2 separate regions of the Drosophila melanogaster genome follow, and region 1 is linked to region 2. A link is a contact called in public HiChIP or PLAC-seq data. All regions are on one chromosome and are shown on one strand. The core of a region is the stretch at or near the end of the contact, and the rest is flanking DNA. Distances in the headings are between cores, read along the strand shown. Region 1 overlaps GluClalpha (Glutamate-gated chloride channel subunit alpha). Region 2 holds the start of Naam (Nicotinamide amidase).

Evidence for each region. HiChIP or PLAC-seq counts read pairs in DNA pulled down with a chosen protein or histone mark.
Region 1: a contact with region 2 is called in a POLR2A S2P HiChIP or PLAC-seq map of the Kc167 cell line, with 5 times the contacts expected there. The contact joins the enhancer-like site here to the promoter of Naam in region 2. A contact is called at or near these places in 25 of 107 Hi-C or Micro-C datasets (the Clone 8 cell line, the OSC cell line, the S2 cell line and 8 more) and 3 of 6 datasets of contacts at active chromatin or transcription factors (the Kc167 cell line and the S2 cell line).

The regions. Positions count from the first base shown.
Region 1 is chr3R:19,746,957-19,753,198 of dm6, reverse strand. It overlaps GluClalpha (Glutamate-gated chloride channel subunit alpha), which reads right to left. Exons shown (of 12, transcript NM_001300481.1): 2 at 520-670. The coding sequence starts at 581. Among named protein-coding and RNA genes, the nearest start is that of lncRNA:CR43488, 5.6 kb to the right of the region's middle. Within about 2 kb of position 3,533, at least 21 of the 39 cell types and tissues checked have an H3K27ac peak or open chromatin away from gene starts, as enhancers often do. A contact at or near this core is called in the Kc167 cell line, the OSC cell line, embryo and 2 more, where this site is marked.
Region 2 is chr3R:19,665,990-19,672,998 of dm6, reverse strand. Naam (Nicotinamide amidase) reads right to left here and starts at 1,549. Exons shown (of 7, transcript NM_169872.2): 1 at 1,256-1,549. It overlaps CG7432, which reads right to left. Exons shown (of 7, transcript NM_142568.3): 2 at 4,708-4,794; 3 at 3,192-4,644; 4 at 3,025-3,135; 5 at 2,659-2,971; 6 at 2,499-2,598; 7 at 2,172-2,437. The coding sequence ends at 2,379. It overlaps tRNA:Val-CAC-2-5 (transfer RNA:Valine-CAC 2-5), which reads left to right and starts at 650; the gene lies at 650-722.

The sequences.
Region 1 (6,242 bases), core at 2,284-4,783, 78 kb before region 2:
CACTGGTAGTTCATCGTGAAGTACCAAATCCGATATAGACAAAGATTTAATATAATGCCTATCCCTAGTTGGATTGTTCAAAATGCCTTCAATACATTTTATATAAATTCAAATTCATAATTTTCTTAAAGAAACTAATTATTTTAATTCAAAATTGGTCTAAACCCTAGATATACGCTGGTGCTGGTACGAAGTGATTCTCAGTGTATATAGATAGGGATTTCGTTGTATATATCGGCAATGCTACTTCACAACGAGGCGCGGCTTGGCCAAATTAATGACAATTGTATGTAAATCGAATTTTGAGCGCCACTTCCGGCCAAGAGCAGTGTGAAACACGCGCAACAAGAGCCACGCGGCAACAAATTTATTAAGTTAAAAGTAAGCGTGTTAAATAAATGGTAAGTGGAGCGGGAGACAAGTTATGAAGCGGTTTACATTTTGCAGCTACTGTGGTGCGAGTGTTGATACGAGTAATTGTGTGAATCGGATTGGTGGAATAGTACGTTGGGTACTTACAGTGAAGCACTGCACAGGCTGGCAAAGTATAAGATCGCCCAGAAATAGTGTCCGCTGCCCATGTTGGGAATGGGGGTGTGGTGTGCCGTGCGTCCTGCTTCCTGGAGAGGGGGCGTGGGGCGTGGCAGCCTCCTGTGGTGGGCGATGCGACCTGAAATGCATGGGTAATTAACAATTAGCGCCGAGGTACTAACTGATTTGTTCGATAATCATATCGATGTCGCTGCCGCAAAATCAAAGTGTCTGCTGAATCATTTTGTGTGGACCGAAAATTTCCGTGATTTAAGCCACTCCACGGTCTTAAGCATGTGTGCATGTGTGGTGTTTAATTCAATTGGCTATCGAATTAGGCCAATTAACATGCCATTTGGCTATCTGTCCCGGTGCATCAAACGCATGTGCATCTCAATCTATGGCGCGCACCCAACTGTCCGGCTACGGCCTTTGTCGGTGTGTTAATGCGTTTTGCGAATGCGAATGCAGCCATAAATGCAATTAAACTTGCAATATCCTTCTGGCCAACACTGAAGGTGGGAAATTGAAAATTTAAAAGGTCTTGACACCGTAATGCAGCTTTAATCTGTTGCCCAGGGAATCCATTACGTTGCCTGGCACTCATGAAAAATGCAAATTGCCATCGCAGCTCAACACATTCAACGAGCTACAAAAGACTATGCCAAGGATTTTTTGGTGCAACTCAATCTGAAGTACGAATGCTCTGTAAATTAGTATCAATGCCAAGTAAATCTTGCCATTTACCCGAATATCGCAAAAATGCTTGTACAGATTTTCTTCAGTTAAGATTTTCCCTTTGTCGGAACACTTAAATGAAGTTGCCCATTTTTCAAGCATTCCAAAGCTAACGAGTATTTATTAATTGAAGCATTTAATACTTTTATCTCCGGCCTGCAGAGTGCATCCCATTCAATACTCTGGAAATGCCACTTTCTGTTTCTCGCTCCCATTTTGCAACAATCATTATGGTTGGGGCATTTAAAACAATGCCCACAATGACCGGCAATATCCCAGATATATCTGCTGACCAGCACTTGGACAGTCCGGAGATGCAAAATACAAAATGCCGAGTTCAGAATGTCGGATGCCGAATGCAAAATGCGAAATGCAAAATGCGTTTGCGAATGCGTATGTGAATATTGGAATCGAATTAATCCTTTATAAGCATTTTTCTCCACTCCGAATGGCCGACGTGCTGTGCATGGGCGATAAGTGCGTTGTGGTGACCAGAATGCCACGCCCACTGCTCACGCAAACGCCCAACGCAGCAGGGATATACTATATGGGAATATATATATATATATGTATATGAATGTACATGTACATGTGTGGAACATTGGCCATGACCGAGTCGGGGCTTTCACAGTTGCTGCCATGTGGGATACCCGGGCAAATAATCAATTGGTCGAAATGGGAATGGGCTCTCGAATGGTAATGGCTGAAATGGCTGAAATGGCAACAGGCTGGCCGCTGCTCCAAATTTGCATTCGTGCTGTGTTAATTTGCCGCTGCTGTGCCTGCAATTTTGTGCCATAAATATAACATGCACCCGTGCAGTTGTATCTGCATCGAGCAAAGCAGCAGCAACATTGGCGCTGAGTTGAGGACATGGACCCGGGTGGTCCTCCCTGGTATCCTCCTCTGTCCCCCAAAACACCTCCCCTCCAGCTTTACCCCTTATTTTTGTTTTTTGGCCCGCTGTCAAAGAAAGTTAACAATGCGACTGCGACTGCCAAATGTCCCACATTTGCAGCTTGCCAAGCAGTTGGCGCCAATCCTCCTTCCCTCGAAAAAAATAAAAAAAAAAGTGTGGATGAGGAGAGGAGGGGAGGTTTGGAAAAAGGACTACCGACTGTGTGTGTGGTGTAAATGGGTTTACTTTTATTTCATTTGTTTGTGCGTGAGTGTGAGTGCGAGTGTGTATGCTTGTTTGTGACGAGTCGACACACTTTTGAGCTTGGCAATGTTTTTACTGTTCGCCACCGACAATAAAAGCAACAACACTTGTGCGCTTGTCTACCTCAGCGAAAGCATTGAGTTTGAGCCGTTTTGGCCGCTTCGCTTGTTGTTGCCAAGCTGCGAGTTGAATGAACGTGCCAAACTGCGAAAAATATCCCCAACTTAATTTACTTGGGACTGAGAAGGATGTAGAAATTGGCTTGAATTCGTTACTAACTATTATGAAAATCAACACTCCTAAATCATTAATAATTGGCTGAGAACACTATTAATCCAAATGTCTTTATGTCCTATACTCAGATTTAAAAGATAAACGCCATTTAATCATACGTATTTAACAAGATTTCCTTTCTTTGGTTATAATTAATGATCATCTATACGAACGCATATATATCTTTTGACATTAATTTTGATGATTTAAATGTTGTCAAATTTTTCCTGGCTATGAGCTGCCACTCAAGTAAAATTCAATGCAATAACTATTTAAATCATTGCATTGGTATAAAACCTAAATGACTTATAGCCTATTAAAAATAGTCAGACATCAAAGCCTGATTGATTTTGAATGTTTGTTTTTGGAAAATTGCTTGAACTCCTTCAGCTAAATTCATTCATTCCGGGCTTTGGGCTGGCATTCAAAAGCGATTTATTAGGCTTAGAATCTGGTCTTGACTTATGGCTTTGTCTCTATCCCCAGCAGCATTATTTCTCGCAGTGTTTCGGCCAAAAGAGCGTGTTGTGTGTGTGCATCTCAACGCACACATACGCACACACACGCTCGCAGGCCATACAATCACAGCCCGCACACAGCCATATATATATTTTTTGCGTTTTATGCCGCTCAGCGGCGCTTGTAGCTCGTTATGCTGATTGGATTTTGTGCCGCCCGCACCAGAAAGTAGTCCACACTCACACACACATGGGGCTGCACGGATACACACGCACACTATTAAGGCACTTGCGATAGCTGCTGAATAAAGTCAAGTGGCGTATTTGTGAGATGATATGTGCGCCTGTGTGGGTGCGTGCCATAAAGCTGGATTCATTTTGTTGTTGTTTTATTTGCTGCCCTTACGCTTTGCTCCTCGTTTTATGTATGCAAAAATTTTACACTCTCGTTTTCGCCATATGATTTTGTTCCTCTCTTCCTGTCTGTTTCTCGTTCGCTTTATTTTTCAGCTAAATTGTAAGTAAGTGGGCTTAGTAGCATTTTGCCATTTAGGACCCTGTTTTTTTTTTTTTTTTTTTTATTATTATATACGGCAGGAAAATGAAATCTTCTAAAGATACCATCTAATGTCCTTGGATGGCATTCACGATTCATAACCCTCAGCTGAGGGCTTATGCCTACGTACTAAACAAAAACCTCCGCTCTCTCTCCTGTCCTTGTCAAGCTCACCGGGACTGCCAGTCAAGGTATTTCATCGGTGAGCAGGATGTGGTGCCAAGTTGCACACCATCTTCTTTTGCGGTGCACAGCAGCGCCTTTTTACGACCAACTGAGCGTACCAGTCGTAGAGTTCTTGCCCCGCCAACATACGGGGGTACTCCTTATCTATAGTTCCGATTGGCCATCTCGTCCTTACGGACACGCTTCATCATGGTGACGATGATCACGTGAGCCCCATCCCAAACGATTTTGTCCGCCATCATAGCAGCAACCAAGCCTCTCGGGCTGAGAGGTGACCCAGCGAGCGCCACGAGTTGCGCCCTCTCCTCGGCGAACCTGGAGCAGTGCAGTAGGATGTGCTCTGCGGTTTCCACTGCGTCTGTGCAATAAAGGCACTGGGCTGTATCCACGTGGCGGAACCTACATAGGTACCCTCGAAAACAGCCATGGTCCGTGAGGAACTGGGTCATGTGGTAGTCCACCGTTTTGTGCTCGCAATCAGCCCACTCCGTTAGTTGCGGAATGAGTTTGTAAGTCCAGCGTCCCCGTTGTGACTCTTGCCACCTGGTCTGCCATACTCCTCGAATCCACTCTTTGATCTCTAATTGAGTGTATCCCTCACTCGCAAGGTATTTGCCCTTTATGTCCAGGTCAATGGGTGTAATGCCTGACAGAGCGTGCGCTGCGTCGTCCGATATGGTTCTAAAGCCTCTGATTAGCCTGAGAGCCATTGTCCGTGATACTGCGCGGGCACTATCTAGATAGGTTTTCTTTGTGGAAACGCAGCTCCAGATAGGCGCAGCATAAAGCAGCGTTGCCTTTGAAACCGCCACTAACAGTCTCCTAGCCGGCAGTCTGGGTCCTCCCACGTTGGGCATGATTCTCGCCAAGGCTGCTGCTGTCATTGCCGCTTTTTTGCTGGCATACCTTGCGTGAGCCTTGAACGAGAGCCTTCGGTCTATTAGAACACCAAGGTATTTCAACGTTTCTGCTGAGGCGATTTCAACTCCTTTGACTTCTACACGCATGCACTCAACGGACTTTCTGCTGCTCAGCAGGACTACTTCGGTCTTATGCGCAGCTATTTTAAGTCCGACTTTTTCGAGCCATTCTATGGCCGCCGTGATTGCCACGTTACTTATGTCCTGGAGCTCCGGTATTGTCTTGGCGACCGCTGTTATCGCAACGTCGTCGGCGAAGCAGTGCAGCTCCACACCTCTGGGCTTGCTAATGCTCAGTATTCCATCATACATAATGTTCCACAAGATCGGTCCTAGTACCGACCCTTGGGGAACGCCTGCAGAGACTTGGTGGCTTCTTGGACCATCTTCTGTTACGTACCATAACACACGGTCCCTGAAGTAGTTGCCAATTACGCCTCGTATGTAGTCGGGAACGCCCAAGTTGCGCATAGCCCCGAGGATAATGGGCCATCTCGCTGTATTGAATGCGTTCTTGACGTCTAGCGTGATGATGGCACAGTACTTCTTACTGCCGCCTAACCATCGGTTACCGTCGAGTGCTTTCCTGGCAGCGTCTGTTACGGATTTGAGAGCGTCGAGCGTACTTTTACCCTTTCGGAAGCCATACTGTTGGCCCTGAAGGCCTGTAGGACTTTCAGTGATTAGCTCAATGCGCGCGTACAGTATGCGCTCAAAGAGCTTGCCAACAATGTCCAACAGACACAACGGTCGGTAACTGCGTGGAACATTTGCGGGCCCCTTGCCTTTCGGCAGAAGGACCAGCTTCATCTTTTTCCAGCGCTTGGGGAAGACTCCGTCCAGCAGACACTGTTGGAATGTATCCCTGAAGACCTCCGGTCTTGCGGTGGCGGCTGCTTTGACGATCACGCCCGGGATACCATCAATGCCGGGAGCTTTGTTCGGTCTGATCCTCTTTGCTGCTTCGACGACTTCGCATGACGTGATGCACGGGAAGTCAGAGGCGGGGGGGTCAACAGCGGGTTGCCATAACGTGTGTTGGCTTGGAAATAGTTCCGACACGATGTTGGCCAGGGCGGCTGGGTCCTGAGGAGATCCTGCACCAGCGGAATTGAGTTTTTTCCTTACGACTTTGTAGGCGAGACCCCAGGGGTCGTCGTCTACGCTATCAATCAGGTCCTTAAAAGCATTCGCCTTTGCTGCTGATATGCCGTTCTTAAGCTCAGTTCGCTTCGCTTTATATACCTCAATGCACTGGGAGTGGTGCGGTTGCCCTCTAGATCGCTGCGCTTGCCTCCTCGCCTTGATGCATTCCGTCCGAAGCTGGTGCAATGAGTCACTCCACCAGTAGACAGGGGGCTTTCGTTTCGTGTTCCTTTTTCTCGGCATCACCGCATCACACATTGCTCTAAGCCTAT
Region 2 (7,009 bases), core at 300-2,799:
AATGCGTAATTATAACGAGTGCCAGAGAGCAGTTAGAGTCCGTTCTGGCCTGCATATTAATTACGTTCACGGCGCCGCACAAAAGCGGAGTCCTGAAAGCCTGAAAGGGGAGGAAATCTTGGCAGGACCAAAGCAGACAATAGGAATTTTAATCAAGGATCAGCGTGCTCGAATTTATTTAAAGGTGGGCCATCGGAGCACCCCACCCACAGTGTGCTTCGCTCCTGGCCCCTTGGCGCTCTGGTTGGTAATCTGGTCAGCGTGTTTCAGGCATGCCATGAATGCCTTGCCTTACCTTGCCCCTTTCCCAGGCCCTTCTATTCACAAGCACAAATGCCGGCCAATTGTGGGGCTCCGTGAAGAGGGGACAAATAAAGGCTAATTAAGAGCGGAATGACAAGGCGAAGAAATGGGTTTTCATTGTTGCTGCCAAGCCGGGGCCAATGTTATTCTAAGATGGCACAAACTCACGATCCAAAGGTATTTAACCTTTCTTCTCATAAACGTACTATAACTTTCTCCGTAAATCTTTTCAATTTTTATTACCTGAAACATTGAGATAAACTAATCACGTCAGGCTAAAAATAGAAACATAATTCCATTTTCATTGGTTTGCCTCTGGCTGGCCTTAACCGGCCATCTCTTAAGAGTTTCCGTAGTGTAGCGGTTATCACGTGTGCTTCACACGCACAAGGTCCCCGGTTCGAACCCGGGCGGGAACAGTCGAAATAGTTTTTTGTCTTTTTTTATTTCATTATTATAGTTATTTTGCGATAATATTAAATTTAACATAATATTCACATTAAAGATGCGTCATCTTCCCATTCAGGGGCGTTTAATTGGAATTTTATTTGCATCAGCACAATGTGTTCTAACCTGGCATGATAAAATACATATAATGTTTATTTAACAAATCATTTGATTTACAAATTTGCTCGCCTTAAGCCGTATTTATTTGAAGATTTGAAGGGCTGGAGAAATGTTATCTTGGGCGGACACTTAACAGAATCATAAGCTTTCGTCCCGGCTTTACATATGATATGTATGATGAAGCTCAAAGTTTGTGCTTTACACTGCCCAACAAAGATCGACACCCAATAATTATACGAACGAGAAAATAAAACGATTTCAAAACCTTTGGAACTTTTCATTTCACTAGAACTCCCTTGACTTTTTGGACCCGCGTTCTTATACATTTTCATGAATCACACTCTTCATCTTCCGTATAAGAGAGCTTTCTCTTTCGGCTACTTACCACGCGATAGTCCAAAAAAGCTTTGCATAAACAAAACACTCAGAGCTTTCAGAGTCCACGCACCGAATGTGGTAGCAATGTCAAATTCGTGATTATCAGCGTTAATTGTACAATATTATGATTTATTCGAGCTGTAAATCTTCACAGCAAGCACAAACTGTAATTATACCACTTAGAATTCGTTGATGTAGTCAATTTTTTGAGATAATACAAACATTCCCGAGAAACTTAAAGAACTCGCCGGTTGGAGGGAACAATTCGCGTCCGTCAGCTGTGAAAGCTTAATGCCAACTGAGAGAACCGGCATCGAGAAAAAAGCCTTATGCAATTGCTCACGTTTGTTTACCAAGTAGTTCCCAGTAAGTGATAAATAATAATGAATGAAACTTATCTATCATTTAGTCACTTCCCCATTGATAGTTTCCAGAATGTCTGAACAAAGGGGCATAGCTATCGAAATTATAGAATTAAATCCCCCCACTTTATTTCATTGACACTCGTAATTCCAAAAGTTACAAACTGTAAATAATTGTTTGCCGCTCCCACGCTTCGATTCATATAAACTGAAACGATTACTATTGTTTTATCCAAAGTCAATTAGCTTTGGATCATTGGCTTTTGATTGCGTAAGATCATTTTACGATTTCAACCACTACAATACAGCGAATTTTCTCCTACTGCTGCAGAGCATATGACCATATATGGAAAATGATTTTAAAATCACCATATACCATATAAATTCAGGCTATCATTTAAGAAAATCTTGCTAGGGAATGCTAGCTGCTAATAGGATGTATTACTAGTTAGCAAGACACAGTTAATTAGTAAGTCACAGTAATTAGTAAGTAAGCAGCAGCTTGAAATACCAAAATATTATATCTACGAATTTCCGGTGTCTTGAAACACTCTATATTTTGTTTACACATTTTATTTATCAAAATTAAATATAATATATATATTAATTTAGTCAACAAATGCCAATCATCATGGCGATGGGATGCGGTTAATAAATAGTACACTCCATTGATCAGGAGGGGAAGTTCATTAAGAGTACATAGACTAGTGCGTACCTAAACCTAGGCTATAGTTACTGCTAAGGTGGATCGGTGGAACGGGAATGCGATTAATCCCTCGTGTGATCGCGTATCCAGTCAAGGTATTCAGTGACTCGAGTATAGACACCTGGATGGGCATAAAAATTAGTAAATGCTCTTTAAAGTAATGTTTCTGTAGCGCAACATACCTGGATATCCCGGCTCACCACACTTGTTGCCAAAGGACACCACTCCCAGTTGAACCCAGTGGGAATCATATCGCATCATCAAAGGACCGCCAGAATCGCCCTGCAAAACGGTTAAATTAGTTTTGATCCTCTATGAATGGAAACTCCTTTATTAACTCACCTGACAAGCATCCACTCCGCCATCGGAGTATCCTGCGCAGATGAAGTTCTCGTTGATAGGCTGGAAGTAACTGCGGTCGCAATCCTCATTCCGCCAAATGGGCAGTTCCGCCTGTCGTTGGCTGGTGGACTCCTTACCACCGTAGTAGGTGGTGCCCCAGCCCACAACGGTGGCTCTACGTCCGGGAAGCCGTTCCTTGGGCGGCATCCTGATTCCCTTTGGCAGGCAGACAGGGATTACATACTTTGATTTCCTCACGGGCTTATCCAAAACAAGGATGGCAATGTCATTGTAGAATCCAATGCGGGAGAATCTGAGGATACACACGTTACCAATACTATTCACATTAGGAGGTCCATAACCTACCGCTCATGGGTGCGCACTTCCTTGACGGCGAAGGTCACGGGATCAGAGGGTTCCGCATCCGTTGACAGATCGATGTCACCCAAGCGAACCGTAAACTGTCGAGCAGCAAATCTAGAAGAAAAAGTCGATATTAGTGCCCATCAAATGCAGGACTCACTATGACTTACGGTTTTTGACGCGAGTCCCGCGTACAATGCGCAGCTGTCAGGATATATTTGGTGCCAATCAACGAACCACCGCACCAGAACTCCGTGCGCTTGGGTCCATGGAGAAAAATGGCTGCCATCCATGGCCACTGACCATTCGGAGCCTCCACTCCGCCCACAATCCTACCAGTTGAGTACTCCTGCTGACCGCACTCATCGGGGTCCACAATGTTGTTGCCGATCTCGTCCAGACCCTCCGGCTCCAGAGGCACCTCCGTCGTGGTGGTCGTCGTGGTAGTGGGCGGTTTCTTCTGGGGAATGAGCACGAGACCAGATGTGGGGCGCGTGGTGGGTCGAACAGTGCTTTTCTTCGTGGGTTGCGTAGCCTTGGTGGTGCTGGTGGTCGTCGTGGGACGAGTGGTCAGCCTCAGAGGTTTCTGAGTGGTCAAAACAGTGGAGGATGAGGAAATGGGGCAGCACACGCCCGGCACATAGAGACTCTTGAAGCACAGGGACTCTCTCAAGCTGCTGAGATTCAGCAGCAGAGCGGGACAACTGCTGAGATCCTCGCAACGTCCTCGCCTTCCACTTGGCGTTTTGCAGTAGTTTTCCACATCTTTCCCGGTTCCTGCCTCATCACTAGCCTCTGCCAACTGATCCAATGGGGTCAGAGTAATAGGTGCCTCTGTGGTGGTGGACGTAGTTGTGGTGCGCGGAGTAGTGGGTATCTTGATCTTCTGCTGCGATTGCTGAGCACCCTGGGCTACCGGAACCAGGACACCTTCTTCACTGGGCTTCTTGACCTTCTGCTTGTTCTTATTCTTCTTCTTTTTCTTCTTTAGCTTCAGCTCCTTGTTCTCCACAAACATGGGAGCAGAGTCATCCATACCGATTCTTTTAGTTGCCACTTGGATGACACTCAGATTCGCAGGCTTGCCAGCTGGTAGTAAACTATTGGCAGAGAGTGTAATCGGTAGAGGATCCATAAGTTTGTCTGAGACTCCTGGCAGTTGCTCGGAATTTCCTCGTGGGGAGGATGTGGAAGAGGGAACCACTTCGGTGGTGCTGGAAGCACTTGCGGTTGCGCTGGACGATCCACCCGACTGACTATTGTCCTGGCTTGTATCCTCACTCTTCTCCGCCCCCTCCATTTTGGCCTGATCCTGTCCACCGCGAGTTATGTCCACCAGCATGTGCCCCACATGGTTGAGCGCTCCCAAGGTCTCAGAGATGCGATTAAAGGTGGATTGGGAGAGCAAACGAGGCAGGGATTCGTTGCTGCCCTCGGACTGTTCCTCGTCGCTATCGTAGTACTCACTGGAACCCTCGACGTCGTCATCGTCATCCTCGTAGGCGGAGCCGGACTGACTGCTGCCGCTGCTGACACTGCTGGCCGAGCTCTGGCTCTCGGCGAGATCCTCGATCAACTGGCGACCCAGTCGTCGATCGTGCAAATGTGGCTGAAAGAAAGACGCTGCCTTAAGGGTTAAAGTTATGAATGTCCGTGCACAGCATCCTGCATCTTGATCACACTTACCGTCGTTGGTCAAATGGAGTGGTTGCTCCTCATCGTTCCCGGCATCCGATTGTCCCTGAGCGGTCGGAAATGTTCCCAAGGAAAGTACTGAAACAATGATAAAATATATTTGATATAGTTTCGCTACTTTAAGACAAATTAAGCTTCTGACTTCAATAAATATACCTATGCAGGATTCTAGAAACGTGATAACTAAAACAACTAGTAAGCAATATACATACAGTCAAAGAAATTTTTGTAAAACACCTAAAGATAACAACACTCTTTGCCTTTAAAGATAAACAGTGAGTCAATAACTTTTTCAAAAGCCGCTGGTAAATCATTTTCTGACTTTCAATAAAATATAATAATTAAATAAAATGATTATCAGCTTTTTAAAATTAAGTGCTTTGATAAGGAAGCTTGATTGATAAATTATTGATATTACTTAGTAACGAAAAGTTATATATTAATATTGATTTTTTTTTTTTGTTCATGTTATGTATCAAAAAATGCCATTGGTTACCTCTAATTTAAAATGTAGCCAGCTAAGTTACAATGTAATGTACCCATTCTAGAAGAAGTACAACCCTATTTTCTTTAAAATACATTTGCCTGATGCACTTGCTAGTTATGAAACGCACTGTTGGGGAAACCATGCTTATAGAGTTTGAAAGCAGGAAGTATTGGAGATCCGCGAGCGCCCAGCTGGCCAAACTCACTTCAACAATGGTCCTATGCAAAGTCTTTCGGCTTTGTCGCCGGTTGAGTAATGTCACAAATTGGCATTACGCATCTGCGGTACGCCCCCTCCCCCGCACCCATCTTGTCCCTTAATGGGAAAGTATGTCGTTGTTCAACTGAAGCGTTTAATGTTTATTTAGTTGTGAGTTTATTTGGCTTGACTGCCGTGACATAATCTCAGTTCGTCGGGCTTGGTTTGCTCGGTTTTTTGGTGGGCTTGTCTCCATTTACCCTAATGACTTGGCATTTTTAGAAGGAGAAGATCTCCGCGATGAGGAACTTCCTCCCGGATGATTCTTTATGTAAGTTAATGGGCGCCAAGGTCGCCAAAAGATTTCACCTCGCAGCGAAGGAAAACAAAATTGATTATCTTAAAGTGATTTGGGTTAAGCTGCTATAGTTTCGGTTTTATTTCGCCTTTTTTTGCTTTATTTTGAATTTCTTATTTTGCTTTTATGCCAGATTCGAACGCGGCTCATTAACATTTTTCGAGGTGTGCACTGCAACTTTGCCACTTTCACTCGGAATAAAATTGCCCATACCAAATGGCACTGCTTCACTTTGTTGCTGCTCGCCTCAACACAATGAAATATTGGCCAATTATAGGGCTTATATAGAAATGATTTCTTGGGAAAAGTGAATGCCCCGGAGGCCCTAGACAGACTAAGCACATTCGTTATGGATACGTGCGCTCTTTTTGGTTCATTGTTGATCATACTTTTATGCATTTTGACCCAAAAACATGTCACACCGTTCAAAGAAATAAGTGAAAATAACATTGAAAATTCTTAATTCTATTTCTGTTTAAAATTATTTCCTTATTTCTTGTTTACAATATAAACGACAGCATTTGTATTTTAATAAAGAAGTAAATATACCCGTTACTCGTTGACTAAAAGAGTTTACTATATTCGTTGTTAAGTACGCAACAGGTGGAAGGAAGCATAATGTTCTTCTTTGTGCAACAGAAGAGCTTTGCCACGCCCATTCTAACGCCCACGAACCGGTAGAACAGTCACGCAATAGCAGAGCAATGGGTATCTGGTAGTCGAGGAACCCGAGTTTTTAGCACTAAATATCGTTTTTTTTCTAAATATTTTATACATTACTAAATCAATTCTCCCAAAATCATAAATCCAATTAACCAAGGCTAGGAGTTTTGTCAGCTCCGAGTTAACACTCTTTCTATCATCGGTCGGCTAACGAAAGTGAAAATCCCGAAGAAAGCAGTTGAAATGTCAACGCTGCAATAGCCGCTGATGGAAAATTACAAGCTAATCCCCGCAGAGGGACAAAACGGGGAAAATCGAAAGAAACAGCGGCTGCATTAACTTCCGAAGCAGAAATCTCAAAAATTGTACACTTCATGGTCAGGCAATCGGCAAACCGCCTGGAGTTTTGGCAGCCGGCAATGGCCAGGCCAAACTTACCAAACGGCCAACAAATTGCGGCGTTGACAACTTTTTTCTTTCTTTTATTTTGTTTATTGCATAATAAATGGTCAAGCCTGGCGTTGCGGTAATACTAAGAAACACGTACACAAGTGTACTCTTTGGGCCAGGGGAGATATGCGATTGGC